Linked DNA regions of Mus musculus: region 1 is linked to region 2. The links are chromatin contacts, called in public promoter capture Hi-C maps. All regions are on one chromosome and are shown on one strand. Each heading gives the region's core, a stretch centred on a gene start, on an enhancer-like site or on the middle of the called end of the contact. The rest is flanking DNA. Distances are from core to core; before and after follow the strand shown. Region 1 overlaps Gm30122 (a long non-coding RNA gene). Region 2 holds the start of Syde1 (synapse defective 1, Rho GTPase, homolog 1 (C. elegans)).

Region 1 (4,526 bases), core at 1,571-4,070, 330 kb after region 2:
CTCCCCCAAGGCTCACCTGGATCATGACTGCCTGGGACCATTATCGCAAAAACAGGCAACATTTCATTATTCAAACCAAGTTCAGCTTCAGAGAAACTAGAGAACTGTAGAGTCAGCCACAAGAAGTCCCACTTAGGGGGAGAGCAGAAATCAACATTGTTGTTGTTGTTGTTGTTGTTGTTGTTGTTGTTTTTAAATCAAATGTTTGATTTTACCAAATGAAGACTCAGGAGCTAGTCACTGTGGTGAAAGCCTGCTATCTCAGAGAGGGAGAGAAAGCACCCAGCTGACCTTCCAACTCCACCAAAGTCCCAGAAGGAAAAACTTGCTTCTTCTTCTCCACACTGTCTTAAATACCCTTCAGCTCAAAGACCCTCCTTTCTCTTTCCTGGGTTTTCCTATGTTCACTCCCTGTCAGCTGGTTGCTTGTTCTGCCTCTTGACCCATCGATGACTTTATTTAGCTCTTGTGTACAGAAAGCTCTTAGGTTAAAGATATGGCTAGGGCTGAGCCACACCACAACAAGAAACGGGTTTTTCCAGTTCATAGCCTCGGGGTTCACCTTGTGATCAAATATCCTGCCACACAGCATCAGTTGTCATTCCTCAGCATCTGTCTTAGTATTTTATTTTATTCTATTTTTTATTTTATTTTACTTTTGTCCACGGCTCTGCTCCATGCCCAGCACTGGGGCAACAGGGGTGTATCACCATTCCCCACCTTTGACAAGGATTCTGAGAATCATACACAGGTCTTCATGCCTGCATGGCAAGTGCTTTGTCACTGAGCTACCTCCCCCCAGCCTCTCCTTGTGCTCTGTGAGTGACCAGCAGTAGGGGATTAGTTCAGCCAGGACTTAAGGTTGAGATCTGAACTAGTTTCTGTTTTGTCAACTTGACATATGAGCTAGGGTCATCTGGGAAGAGGGAACCTGGATTGGGAAAATGTCTCCATCAGATGGCTTAAGGACAAGCCTATGGGCCATTTTATTGATTAATAATTGATGTTGGAGGACCCATCCTGTCCCAATGTGGACAGAGTTAGCCCTGGGGAGATGATCCTGAGTTTTTTTGTTTTTGTTTTGTTTTGGGGGGGTTGGTTTGGTTTTGGTTTTTGTTTGAAGCAAGCTGAGAAGGTCATGAGGACCAATTCCATAAGCAGCACTCCTCTGTCGGCTCTGCTGTAGTTTCTGACTTGAGCTGCTACCAACTTCCCTTGATGACAGACTGTGGTAGGGGGTATAAGCCAAATACCCTCTCCCCCAGCTACTTTTAGTCCTGCTGTTATCACTCCAGCAGAAAGCAACTAATCCCAAATCCTTAGGCCCACAACCCCATCCCAGGCCCTGGGCCCTTCCCCACACTTGCCACCGATGGTGCTTCTGTTGGCCTGGCTGGAGATGCCAACTAAGGACATGCTGTGCTGGGCCTGGGTAAATAGGACAGTTCTTCTTGGCAGCACACCACAGTCCTGCTGAGAGGCTGAGCATGTGTCCTGTGACCACCCCCAGAGCCTCCCTGCCATTCTGCTGGAGCCTCTGTGGCCCACCACAGGCCACTTAGAGAGTGCCCTCAGCTAATGGACATTTAAAAATGCATGCCATAGCTCCTGCCAGCTCCTAGGCTTAGAGGAAGCTCGATCCCATGGTCTCCAACAAAAGCCCAGGGAGTGAGGCCTGGCCTGAACCTTTATCTCTAAAACCTGCCAGAGCTCCCTGCCCTGTTTCTGAGCTCTCTGACACCCCATCTAGCTGGCTCAGGATCCCCAATTTGTCCTTTCGGATCAAGGACAACCCTCAGCTGTTCTGACAGTCCTGTAGCTAGCAGGTGCTTGGCTCCAAATACAGGTCACACCCAGAATGCTCTGCTGCCTTGCTCACCTTCCAGCCTCCAGACGCTGCAGGCACCAGCTCCGGAGTGGATTACGGTGGAAGGTTCAAGCAAAGCATACTTCCAATGTGGCACTGATTCTTTGTGCCTACCTCTTGCCCGACTGTCCTAGAGTCTTAGGCCACTCTGCTTCTGCAGAAATTTGGTCAGCTGACCATTCACACTATGTCCTTAGATGCCCTGTCCCCCCAAGGTGCAGACAGTGACCCTTGGAGTGTGTCGTTCACCAAAACCACACAGGGTCAGCAATCCATCCCCAGACTTCTTCCCTCCCTCATCCCTCCACTGGGTCCACGTTCCCTGGTTCCATTTGTCCCTCCACTGGGCTTCTGCTCTCCCCAGGTGCCTGTAACAGGTGACACAGTGGCCAGTGACCTATGCATGCACGAGGATGGATAGTTCTTGTTGCCTCCCCCTCCTCTTCCCTCAACCCTATTCCTTCTCCGGGTTTTTGGCTCAGCAGCTTGTTGGGTGTGAGCAAGCTTCCAGCTCCAAGAGTTGCTCCCCTCCCCCATGTTCTGCATGGGCTCGTACAGTATAAACAGCAACCTCTGCTGCAGCATGGCTGAACTTGTGTTCCCAGCATGGATGATAGACGCCTAGGAAGGACATCCTGGGGGTGTTTCCTAGGCCATCAAGCACAGGGGAAAATGCTGTCTGCTGTGATGTGCCAGTTCAGAACCGGTTTAGGAATTGATGACTGGGAATATGATGTTTGGCTGCCAGGATGGTCTTCACTTGGTCTGAAGACTCAGGATGCAGTCTGACTGTGGGGAGGGTCTCTGAATGAGGGGAGTGGTGGGCGTGGCAAAGGACAGGAGTGCTGTCCCTCTGTGAGGACTCAATTTTGCATATCTGGGACCCAGAAGTAGCGCAAGGTTGTTACTGAGTCATTTGATAGGTTCACAGCAAAGCTTTTGCACTGTTGGGATTAAATGAGGTCAGTAGTTGTGAGGCACTGAACGGGAGGGACTCGGTACTCACACAGATCCACTGATGTCTAAGTGAATGGTCTCTGATCACTAAAACACTAATAGTTTCTAAATCTCCTCTTTCCCCCTCTTCTTAACTTGCACCAGCCCTTTGTTCACATGGGTTAAACCGGTTTTCTCCTGCACAGGCCGGCTGACTTTTGGGTTGATATTTACATATGCAGAGATGCTGCCCTGTTAAGAACCTGTGTAAATGCTTTCACTGGAGAAAGACAGTCACCTTGCGACAGAGTTCCACAAGGTAATTTACAAGCAGCCAAAATTTATTTCTTGTGGTCCCGGGAGTTGGAAATTCTAATGCCAAAAATGTAGAAGATGGGAGGGCAAGAGAGGACCAGAGAGTAAACAAGAAAGATCAGACAGGAGGCCCCATGCCTTCTGTGATCAACATCATGACGTCTGTAAGCAGAGCCTTGGGACATATGTGGCCACTCAGGACCCCCAAATACTCCACTAGGGATTAAATTCCAATACATGGACTTTGGGGACACAGTCAAACTCCAGTGACAACCATAAGGGATTTCTTCTCAAATCCGTTGATGGGCAGAGTGACAGGAACAGCCTTTGATGTGTTTGCAGCACATGTCACTTTGTGACCTGTGACCCGGAAGCACTCCTCACTTAGGGCTGATGAACTGTATCCATTAAAGTCTCGGCTGGTGAGGATGCCTCTTCTTCATTGGGTTTTGGCGTCAATGTTACAGTTCTGCAATAAGAGGCAGCGGTCTGTTCTTCTTTTCCTGGGCTCAGGGGGTTTGAGCCTGGTAGACTCCCTTGGGATGCTCTATGGTCAGGTGGTATTTTGTGTACCAGAGAGGGATTTGAAGGGAAAGGGCTCTTTAGCAACTTTCCCAATTTGTTTGTTGTAAAGGAGCCAGTTAGTTTTTCTACAGTGCTCCAAAGTCAGTTTTCTCTGGAAAATCCCCTTTCATCCTAATTTAAATGTAATGGTCGCTTCGGCCATATCCCTTTCTTGTTCAGCATGGACGTCCCCTTTTTAAAGTTTCTTGCCCTTTGCTCATTCAGGCGTTTTTCCAAATGACAGATAAGCCTAGCCCTTTCAGTTCTCAATATCTGCTGTGCTTTTTATCTTTATCGATTCCTCCCTTCTTGTTGCATTTAAATAACGTCTCCCAACCTTTCAGGTCAGTGCTAGGTCCATTTCTTCTCATTCCCCCTTTAATAGAACGACATTTAGGTCACGGCTGTTTCGTGATGCCTGCTTCCAAGCCCCATCAGCAGTGAGCTTGTCCTCTGGATTTTACAAATAGCATTACTGGGTTTATTTGTGCTATCGGGCTGGCCTTTGGTGGAGAGTTAAGGAGAAAAACTCATAGATTTCCAAGTAGCATAGCTTTTGTTTTTCTTTTTTTAGTTGTGTTTAGTTTCCTGATTTTGTTAATTCTCCAATTTGGGCATTTCCGATGTTCTGAGTGTTTCTCTGCCTCGAGGAAAGGAACCACACCCCTGCTGCCAAGTTGCAATAATGGCCCTTACATCGCTCTGTGGACAATGTACTTGGGTTAGGGACCTGTTTGCTTTCAGTTTCAGACTCATTAAGGGTGGAATTTCTACAAAGCAGGTGTGTGTGTGTGTGTGTGTGTGTGTGTGTGTGTGTGTGAACCAGCTCTGAGAACCAGGCAAG
Region 2 (4,468 bases), core at 1,619-4,118:
GCTGTAGGCTGCCTTCAGAGATCAAAGTACTAACCAGGGATGGGCAGAAACTTTCTTTGTAGTTTCTCTGCCTCTGCAGAGATAAAGATCTGCAGATGTGATCATGAACTTCTGACAACTTTTAGCTAGTTCAGGGTTCCTCCCCTCACCAACCAGGATAGATTAGTCCCATTTCTTTCATCTTATTTGTATACCCACATTTGTACCTAGCTGACATCTCTAGAAATTTGGATATTTGGAATTGCAAAGCCAGAGCAGCTGCAGAATCCAGTAGAGACAGGAAAGAAGAAAGACTTCGCGCCCAGCTCCTAGCTTGAGCTGGGAACCCAGCCCCAGATATTCTGGCTCTTTGCAGAGGAAGAAGCCTGAAGACTTCAAGGTTAGACTTACCTGGACAGACTAGTCAGCAACTCTAATGCCTGAGGCTTCTGCCCCAAGCCAACCTCAATGACTCAACCAGTGCCAGCTGCAGGGAGATTTGTTCCTGACTCAGCTGTCAAGACGTCAAGACGGCTCACTCATAGGCGGCAGAAGGGAATTCTTTCCTGCAGCTGCTTCCAGCCTCAAGACCTGAGATCCATGACTCCAGATTATCTCAAAAAAAAAAAAAAAAGGCTGCTCTTCATTGGTGCTACTGAGAGTTCAACCCTGTTTCATTCAAATCCCGAGTGCTTAAAGTTTAACCTCATTGAAGTTGGTAATCCCAAATGGACAATAAAGTACCTCCTCCCACCTGTACTCTTAGTGGTGTGTGGGACAAGAACTTCACTGGAAATGAGGAAAAGTCTCTGCCAACACTTCAATGGGACCCAAGAATTCATGCAGGTTGTGGTGATGATCTACACCTTCCGGGTGGGTGGGGTGAACGGTGGTGAAAAGACTTTGTTCAGGAATGTGATCTTAGTTCCAAGTCCACCCTGGGCACTGAATGTAGCATCGAACGCAAGTGTGAAGCAGGTTTTATTTCTTAAGGAGGACACAACACTATATCCTGCCTGGGTTAATCAGTGATTAACTCTGAGTTACCAATGATGCATCCACGTTACATTAAAAACAAATGCTCTTCTTGGAGTCATTTAACCAAGAATACAGATTTGAATTCTTTACTTCATACTTCCTTTGTTTCTGTCCTCTATCTGTTGCATGAGTCTAAATGTATGCCTGCATCTGTATCTGTTCCTGTCTGTCCACCTGTTTGGTATGAGCTCTGTATGTGTGTGGGGGGGGGGAGAGAGAGGGGGGGGGAAGTGTTTTACTCTATATGGATTGAACAGCACATAATGGGATACTTTACAGAAGTCTTTAACAGAGTTTTACAAGGGATTAAATTGCTAGCTCCATCTGTCTCTAATTGACACAGATAACAAGCATCACTGTTTATCAACTAATTTCTGTAAATGGATACTTTCGACGTTTTTTTGGTAGAAAGTTGCTTCTGCTTCTGCAAGTGTTGCTTTCGTGTGCATTATCTGAGTGAGGGGCCGGGAAGAGTACCTAATCTAAGAGTCCAGGTATGCATTACATTATAGGTTGTAAGAAGTTGATTGCATGGGAAATCCAAAACAAGTAGAGTTGATTGCTACATTGTTCTCTTACTCAATGAGTACATAGGAGGCTAGCAGTCGTGGGTGACTTCCAGGTGTGGTATTATCTCTGGCTGTAAGGTCTAGCAAAAGTTCCAGTCTCTTAGAATGTACTAGATCTTTTCAAACTATTGCAGCACCACAGTTTCTCCTCCCACATGTGCCTGGATAAGCAAAGCTGGGCAGGTCTTCCTTCTACTCATCTGCACTCTTAACTTTTAGACGCCTGCATACCCACCAATTACCACAAAACTACTGAACTGGGAGGAAGCCAAGGACACAGAGGTGTCCACATAGGTGCTTAGTCCACTATCCCAGTGGAGGTCCAGCCTGTGTCTGGCACCAGTTAAGAGACCTGAACTTTAGTTGTGCCACAGTTCATGTGTTGAAAGTTTAGTCCTCTATGTGGCCCTGTTAATAGGCTAGTCATGGTGAAAGGAGCCTATCGGCGGGAGTTGGCCTTCAGAAGACGGTTCTGTGAGACCAAATTAGCAGTTAAAAGTGCTTGTTTCCCAGCCGTTTCTGGGCACCCACACACACACCCCGATCCATGTGCCATACACACAGAAGCACACACATATTCATAATAAAAAGTAAACTTAAGTTGTAAGAATCAGCCCAAACCTAAGATTTTTTTTTCTCTTCCTGTCTTAAGGAGTGCTGCTAGGACATCAACATGAACTCAGTCTACTTTAGAAAGTTGTCCAGCCTCCGGTATTTCAGTACTAAATAAAAAATAATAATACAACCTCCGATTTCACCACTTACTTTCGAGATACACCTATCCTTGCTGTGTTCTCGACTGAGTAGAGATCAGCAGACTGCATCGTCTATATCGCGTCCATGTTCCTGACAGTGAGCATCCCGGCTGTCTGAAACCACTAAGCTTGAGGGTCAATAAGCAGCAATAGTAACTTGAGTTGGGGGCATTTGGGGTTCCCAAGGAAAGATCGTGGTCGAGGTACTGGGTGATGTGGGGATGGATGGACGGACAGGAGGAAAGACATGAGCTGATGTGTGCCTTGGATGCGGTTTGGGGGAGCCGACAGAATGTGCTGCATGCCATCACACAAGGAGGATGGTTATGGGGGGCCCAGCCTATGCCATGACATTCATAGTTGAAGAGTTAGATCAGCCCAGCACCCCATCATGTCCCCTCCCGGCCCCAGGCGACTACATCTCCCAGCATCGCCTGCTCGGGCCGCGGGAAAGGAAAAGAAAAAAAAAAAAAAAAAGTTAAGGCCAAGCATTCCCGGAATGCGCTTCCTGCTGGAGCGGGCCGGTGGGGGGGGGGGGGTAGGCGGGCGGGGCGGGCGGCCGCAGCCCCGGGGCGCGCACTCGGCCGGCCGCGGCCCAAGCATGGCCGAGCCGCTGCTCAGGAAGACCTTCTCCCGCCTGCGGGGTCGTGAGAAACTTCCTCGAAAAAAGTCAGAAGCCAAGGACCGCGGTGAGTGCGGGGACTCTCGGAAAGTAAGAGAAGGGAGCCCCACTCAGCCTCAGATCCCCAGGTCCCCGGTAGGGTACGCAGCGGGACCTAGTGGGTAAGCCGGGAGCGAGCCCTGATGCAAGAGAGGAATATGCACCGGATCTTTGTAAGGCTGGGGGGCTGGGGCGGGGGGCACGGACCGTTATGTGCAGCTGGCCTGAGATGCCAGCCCCAGGGATCCTTGCAAGGCCCCGCAGGGGGGCCTCACCCCTGACAGGAAATGGGGCCTCGAAGGGGCGCCCAGAGAGTGGCGGGGCAGGGGCGGGAGGTGAGGACAGCTGTGTGGCATCGACATGGCTGGGTGGTGGGCACCTCTCCTGGGTACACACTCCTGTACTAAAGAGAGGTCGTGCGGGGTTATATTTATTATTGCAGTCTTTTCCCCAATTCCATGCCACCATCGCTCCAGAGGCTGCAGCCGCACCTACTGTGGCCAGCCCCAAGAAACCGTCCTGTTTATTAAGACAGAGAAACTGAGGCACGTGGTTGTTGGGTGATTTGTCCCGGGCCTGTGAACTGACTTTAAACAATCCTCTGGACTATGCTACTGATGACAGAGACCTGAAACAGAGGGCCAAAGGGTGGAAATAGAAGATCCTTAAATCTGGGGGTCCACAGACAGCAAGAATGAAATGGAAAGGAACGAAAGCTGTATGGGTAGGGGGCTTCGGAAGGAAGCAGTTAAAGGAGGGAGGCCACTATACCAAGGACCTGACTCTTCCTCCCGGGCCGTTCCCAGGGCATCCCAAGGGTCCCAGGGCCAGAGAAGGGATCCGGGTGCCCACACATAAACACACACAGGAAATCGACCATGATGTCAGAGAAAGTAGAGCCAAGATAAGGGGGGCGGGGTAACGGGGCACTGACTGTAGAAATCTGGCTTGGGCTGAGGGGCAAGATCCAAGAGAACTTGTGGGCAGGATTTGGGAAATGGGAAAAGGGTGCTGAATGAAAAAGAAACCAGCGTTCCCTGCCCTGCCTTCCCAGCAGCAGCTACTAGGGCCTTGAGCAGGGCTACAGATCCTATTGTCTAAAGTTGCTTCTCACACTGAGCTCCAAGCTGGAAGGGGGTCGAGAAGAGAATATGATAATACTGAATCTCCTCATAAACAAGACATGGAGCATCAGGAAAAATGCCTTGCTCAAGGCCACTCAATGAGAAGGGGCAGGCGTAAGATTCTAGGATTAATGGAATGTCTGGGAGAGGGGTGACAGAGCCGAAATGTCCTGAGGTTCCAAGGACATTTGACCTGGACTCTTGAGGCTGATTCACAGTCCCTTTTGCATTACTAGGGGCTAGGGCAGGGGACCTTGAAGCTAGGACTGCAAAAGTATTAGCTAGCTGCTAGGACCAAACAAAACAGCTGGTTCCAAAGGAGGCAGTGGCTCCAGGCTAGCA

Evidence for each region. Promoter capture Hi-C pulls out the DNA fragments that hold promoters and counts their contacts.
Region 1: a contact with region 2 is called in a promoter capture Hi-C map of embryonic stem cells. The contact joins the enhancer-like site here to the promoter of Syde1 in region 2. A contact is called at or near these places in 2 of 39 promoter capture datasets (cranial neural crest and embryonic stem cells).

The regions. Positions count from the first base shown.
Region 1 is chr10:78,258,400-78,262,925 of GRCm38.p6, reverse strand. It overlaps Gm30122 (a long non-coding RNA gene), which reads left to right. Exons shown (of 3, transcript XR_380597.2): 2 at 3,010-3,122. Among named protein-coding and RNA genes, the nearest start is that of Gm30122, 3.4 kb to the left of the region's middle. Within about 2 kb of position 2,820, at least 13 of the 459 cell types and tissues checked have an H3K27ac peak or open chromatin away from gene starts, as enhancers often do. A contact at or near this core is called in embryonic stem cells, where this site is marked.
Region 2 is chr10:78,590,364-78,594,831 of GRCm38.p6, reverse strand. It overlaps Syde1 (synapse defective 1, Rho GTPase, homolog 1 (C. elegans)), which reads left to right and starts at 2,868. Exons shown (of 8, transcript NM_027875.1): 1 at 2,868-3,030. The coding sequence starts at 2,943. Gm30346 (a long non-coding RNA gene) reads right to left here and starts at 2,791. Exons shown (of 3, transcript XR_380602.2): 1 at 2,352-2,791; 2 at 391-594.